Linked DNA regions of Sus scrofa: region 2 is linked to region 1. Evidence: chromatin contacts called from public Hi-C data. All regions are on one chromosome and are shown on one strand. The core of a region is the stretch at or near the end of the contact, and the rest is flanking DNA. Distances in the headings are between cores, read along the strand shown. Region 1 has its middle 42 kb from the start of MRPS18A. Region 2 has its middle 68 kb from the start of TMEM63B.

Region 1 (2,700 bases), core at 15-2,514:
AGGTGGCCAGGCCACCCAAGGGCCCTCTCCCATTACTACCTGCTTTGGAAACTGTCATCCAAGGGATGCAGGGCTTGGGCCAGCTCTACACAGAGGTTGAGGTTTGACTCTTGCGGTCTCTCCCTCTCCCTAGGGAGTCTGCCCTCGCTGCTCTCCGGGCTCGGCCATCTCTCCTCTGGTGGCGCCCTGCATGCTTGACTGTGTGTTGGCTCTCTGCCTCATGGGACCCTGAGTGCCCGCAGTATCTAGAAAGTGTCTTTCATGATGCTTCCCCATAAGGAGCTCTGAGACCAAATGTATTTCCTTGTCTCATTCCTCCTCTCAGAGGCTCGTGGCCCAGACAAGCCTCTTGGAGGCTCAGAGTGGTCCTGCAGGAAGAAAACCCATCACTTTGTTTAGCCCAGGCTTCCTTTGCTGGTCGGAGCCCTTTGACCTCAACATGCTTAGGGAAATGCAGGTTTAAGGCCTCCGCCCGAGTGGAGGGCAAACGTCCAGGGGGGAGGTTCATGCGTCAAGCCCATCCCCCGCTTCTATTGCAAAGTAATATGTAACACATGTTTGTTGCAGAGAAAAAGAAAAAAAAAGTGCAAATAAGAAAATTACCTCCCCCAACTCCCATCTCCTGCTTTTTAGAGCCCCTTCAAAAAGCTCTGGCCTCTATCCTCCCTCTTCCTGAGAGGGTGGGGGGAGGTGACCAAGGGATTCCTCTCCAGGCACATCCATTTCTATGGAGGGGGGACGCCCTATCAGAGAAGGGCCCTTGTAGAGGACATGGCGTGCAGCCCCTCTGTCTCTGCCCTGTGTAATTCCTGCCTTTCCTTCTCATAGACATTCCCAGGGCAAAGGAGGCCTTGGGTGGTGGTTCAGAGGGTCTCAAGGGGCTCGAAGGAAAGGGTGTCTGGATCATGAGGGTGGACGGAGATTCTTCCTTGATGGGTGCGGAAACAGGCTCTGAGAGGGGACCTGATGTCCTGGGGTTTCACTGGGAGCCGTGGTGGAGCCCGCGGAGTCCTGGCTCCTGGCCTGGCGCCCTCCCACCTCTCCCTCAGCTCTCCATGCCAGGAGTTTGTCGAGGGGCCCGTGCCCTCCGTGCAAGGCTGTGGTTTCTTTCCTCTGTGGGACTGTCGGGCCACCCGGGGTGTGTGGGTGCCGTGCGCGCGCACCACCGTTGTGTAACAAGCTCTGGGGCGGTGCACGGGCTCGGTAACCTGATGCGACAGGGAAGTTGCGGTCCCGTGAGCGGGGGTGTGGGCGCTCGACTGCGGCCAAAACCACAAGAAGTATTTGGCTTGTGGCTGCGGAGGCTGGGCATGGGGGTTCGCAGACTTGTCTACGTCAGGCTTGTCCATCCCGGGGTGCCCACATCCTGGTTCCTGTGGGCACGAGTCTGGAAATGGGGCTGCCTGGTCAGCTGATGCTGGGGGGTGGGGAGGGGTTTAGTGCGGAGGTTCGGGGCCTCGCCCGATCCTCGGCCTGTTTGCCAGGATGCCTGCTGTAATGGGGGTGGGGCAGGTGGCGCTTGCTCCCTGTAGTTCCATCTTTTCTGTGGCTTCCTGGTTTTCATCACCCTCCAGCCCCAAATCCGCCCTCACTTCAGTTCCAGGTCATTCTACACAACAACATCTGTCTCACTCCCACTGCCCTCCTGTGTCCCCCCACCCCCATAGCCTTTTCTCCACACTCCCTGCTCCCCGTTGAGGAGAAGCAGAATGGGGGAGGATAAAAAGAACAGCAGCTTTATGGCCAGGCCAGATTTTAACCACGGCTGCCTTTTCCAAACTGAGAGACCCAGAGTGATCTGTGTTTTCCCTCAGCTTTCTGGGGCTCATCCGAAAGCTGGGGGCTGTGAAACGTCTACCATAGAGCAATTGGAAGGGAGCCTGAGATCAAGGATGGGACCCCAAGAATGGAAGCTGCTGTTTCCTTCAATTTCACATGGACTGAGCATCTGGGTACCCTTGCCTCCGGCATCTCCATTGCCAGATGGGCCGACGTGGAGACTCAGAGGCCCTGAAAGGGGATGGTCAGTGAGAGCGGGTACTAACCCACCTGCCCCGTGCCTGGGGAGGCCCTCAGTGGACACCTGTGAACCTTCCCTCCTTTCTCGTCCTACCGAGAGGTGAGGCATCGTTGTTTCTCCTGCTCCCTCCCACCCGTCCCAGTTCCTTAGAGAGGCAACATCTGTGGGGGTGGCCCGTGGGCTGCAGGGCTAGGAGGAGGGAGGAAGAACATCTGTGTTCGGTATACTTACCTTCCCTGACTGGGCAGCACCTGGCTCCCCAGGGCTCCTCTCCGGGGCTTTGGGAATGCCTACATCATATCACTTTATCCTGTACTGACTGCCTGGTGTTTTGATGATCTGTTTATGCATCTATTTATTGCCTTTTTTTTTTTTTTTTTCTTTTTAGGGCTGCATCTGCAGCATATGGAAGTTCCTAGCCTAGGTGTCAAATCAGAGCTGCAGTTGCCAGCCTATGCCACAGCCATAGCACTGCAGGATCTTAGCCCAGCTGTGACCAACACCACAGCTCACAGCAATGCCAGATCATTAACCCACTGAGTGAGGACAGGGATCGAACCTGCATCCTCATGATACAAGTAGGGTTCTTAACTCACTGAGCCCCAGCGGGAACTCCCTAGGCATCTATTTAAAAAATATAGTAGATTGGAGTTCCTGTTGTGGTTCAGTGGGTTAAGAAC
Region 2 (2,777 bases), core at 278-2,777, 370 kb after region 1:
GGAGGCGGGCAGACAATGGACCCCACAGCCCAGCCTCCCGGCCTTGGCCCCTTGAGCTGGGCAGGCAGCTGCTGGCCAAAGCAGCCGCCTCCGCTGGCCCCTCACGTAGCCCACGTCCTGCCTGCTGGGTGGGCCTTATCACCGGGTACGTGCCAGGAGCTCACATGCCCACACTCTGCTGTGGGGAGAGGAGTGGAGACCCGAGATGGATGGAACCCATGGGAAGTAAGGCTTCCTGCTTCCCCCTGCACCCCCCAAACTCCCAAGGAGGGGCCTGAGAGCCCCTTGGGGAATGTCCCACCCCCAGAGAGACCTTAGCCCCATCTTGCCAAGTCCAAACTCTCAATCACTCTTAGACCGAGGGAGGGTTGGGGTTGGGGAGAAGGAAGAGGCCAACATCTTCATAGAATTACTTGGGGTGACCAACTCACAAATACCAATTATACCTCAATGTAAGTACTATGACATTACACCCATGGGGAAACAGAGGCTCAGAGAGGTTGTATAACTTTCCCACAACCACACAGCTGGTAAGGACAGAGTCAGGATTCGAACCATGGGGCCAAAGCAGGTCCAACAGAACCCAGCAGGAGCAGGGACAGGACTGGGCAATATTCAGCCTCCCGCCTCACGGGAATGAAGGCTTTGAGGTCTGACAGACGCGGGTTCAAGGCTGGGAGCCGCATGCTCTTGGCCAAGTGAAGTCCCTCTCTGGGCCAACTTTTCTCATCCATTAAATGGACACAGCGATGCCACGAGGAAAGACACAGTGCTATCTCCCCACACACCCCCACCTCACAGAGCTCAGGCTGTCCTTCCATCGAGCAACTAGAATGTCCCCTGTCTGGTCTGTGGAAGCCCACCAGCCCAGGCACCCTTGAGCCAAACCCACAGAGCCACTCCAGCCCCTGGCACTTGGGCTCTGCTGCAAGTCACTCACTTATCCAGCCAGGCAACCCCAATGGCATGGCTGGCTCCGCTCGAGCACTGTCGTCATTTACCTCCCGGAGGCTATTGGGTTCTTCCTGTCTTCTCTCCCCAAGACTGTGAGCACCTGCAGGGGGCGCTGAGGACAACGGGCTGAGGGCAGAGGCGCGGCTCCCCATCAGATCAGAGTATCTGAAGGAAGACAGGAGAAGTGTTACATCAGACACCCCAAGCAGAGGCTGAGCAAGCCACGCCATCCAGGCTACCTGGCTGGGGAACATGCGTGGTTGGATCCTGCCCGTGTTTCCAGACTGCCACCCAGGAGCTGTGTGCCCCTGAGCAGGTCTCTCGCCCTCTCTGAGCCCGATTCCTCACTTGCCAAGTGGAGACCACATTCCCCACGCACATCCCAGGCTCGTGAAGTTACAAGGAAGCCACGTGGGTGACACACTCCTTCCTCATAATCTCTGCTAGTGGATTAGGAGCAGAGTCTGCGTGTGTGGGCAGGGAGGGGGCCGTGCTGACGGGGAGGACAAGGGAGACAGGCACAGACGTCAGAGAAGCAGAGAAGCAGAGAACCAGAGGGGTTTCCCCATCATGATGTGCGGCCTGAGGCTGCTCCGGCAGAGGAAGAAAGGCTGAGGTGCTGAGTCACGGGCCAGGCTGGAGCTGCTGGGAATCTGCTCCCTTCCCAGCCACTGAGAGTGAAATGACCACAGGAGGGACCACAGGAGACACAGGGAAGCCTCAATGAATGGGGCGGTGGCCCAATACGATGGGAAGGGAATTGTGGCAGACGCTGGGGGAGGCAGCCTGAGGGTGAGACTCAGCTCTGACTTGACCGGGACCCCGGGGGTGACAGAGACCCGCAGCCCTGACCTCGGGGAGCCCCAGTCTTATGGGGAGAGAGAGGAAGTCAGCCTTCAGGGAACTCCTGATCTGTTGGGGAAGTGGTGCTGACGTCTGCCGCAGGGAGTTACCGTGTGATGGGCAGACTCAGCCCCTGTCCTTGGGGAGCCCCAGCTACGTCTGAGGGACCACTGTTCCTGTCTTCCTTCGGACCCTCTAATCTGGTGGGGCAGACGTGGCCTCTGCCCTCTGTCTTAGCATTCCAGCTTCAGCGAAGGTGTGCAGGCACAGGTGAACCCGCGGTGCAGAGGCCCTGCTCTTACCCTGGGGACCACCTGCCTGATCGGGGGAGATAACAGCTCGCAGTAGGGAGAGAGTCCTTGGTCCCGCCCAGGGCAAGGGGTCCTCCCCAGAAGTGCTTCCAAGCTCCTGGACACAGAGGGCGGAGGGAGACACGAGTGCTACCACATCTGGTCTGGAGTGGCTGGGCTCGCTGCCCCAAACAGCTGGGCCACATCTGGCTTCCAGACACCCACCTCTTTCTCAGTGATTCACTCCGCCCCCCGTGTCTGCCAAGATGGGGTGATGTGGGCTGCACTCGCTTCCCACACGCATGCGCCACCCAAACCTGAGGCAGGGCTGGGGGCAGTGAGCACCTGTTCTTGTCCTGGCTCTCATGTCCCTTTGCCACTGTTGTCGGGGTGAGGGGTGTCCAAGGTCACCCTTGATTCACCGTGACTCGGTCGCCCTGCCTGGAACTCTCACACTCTGGCTACACAGACTTTATGCATGATGGTGAGCGGCCCTGGAGTCAGCACGGAGGAGGCTGCAGAGCCAGCCTGGCGTGCCCAATGCTCCAACCAACCCTCCCTGGGGAAGGAAAGCTCCCGGAGAGCAGAGAATGGGGCTGGGGGGACAAGCAACTCCAGGGAGGGAGCAAGTAGGGAACACATGTCATTTCCCCACCAAACGGGGCTCCCTGAGTCAGGGCTGTGCCTCCC

The links. A called contact is a pair of places that touch in the nucleus more often than the background predicts.
Region 2: a Hi-C map of embryonic fibroblasts shows a contact between it and region 1, with 1.9 times the contacts expected there. The contact joins two enhancer-like sites. A contact is called at or near these places in 11 of 47 Hi-C or Micro-C datasets (embryonic fibroblasts, fetal heart ventricle, heart right ventricle and 4 more) and 2 of 2 datasets of contacts at active chromatin or transcription factors (alveolar macrophages and skeletal muscle).

What each region holds. Positions count from the first base shown.
Region 1 is chr7:38,697,632-38,700,331 of Sscrofa11.1, forward strand. No RefSeq gene overlaps it. Among named protein-coding and RNA genes, the nearest start is that of MRPS18A, 42 kb to the left of the region's middle. Within about 2 kb of position 1,265, at least 26 of the 83 cell types and tissues checked have an H3K27ac peak or open chromatin away from gene starts, as enhancers often do. A contact at or near this core is called in alveolar macrophages, embryonic fibroblasts and retroperitoneal adipose tissue, where this site is marked.
Region 2 is chr7:39,068,139-39,070,915 of Sscrofa11.1, forward strand. No RefSeq gene overlaps it. Among named protein-coding and RNA genes, the nearest start is that of TMEM63B, 68 kb to the right of the region's middle. Within about 2 kb of position 1,528, at least 28 of the 83 cell types and tissues checked have an H3K27ac peak or open chromatin away from gene starts, as enhancers often do. A contact at or near this core is called in alveolar macrophages, embryonic fibroblasts and retroperitoneal adipose tissue, where this site is marked.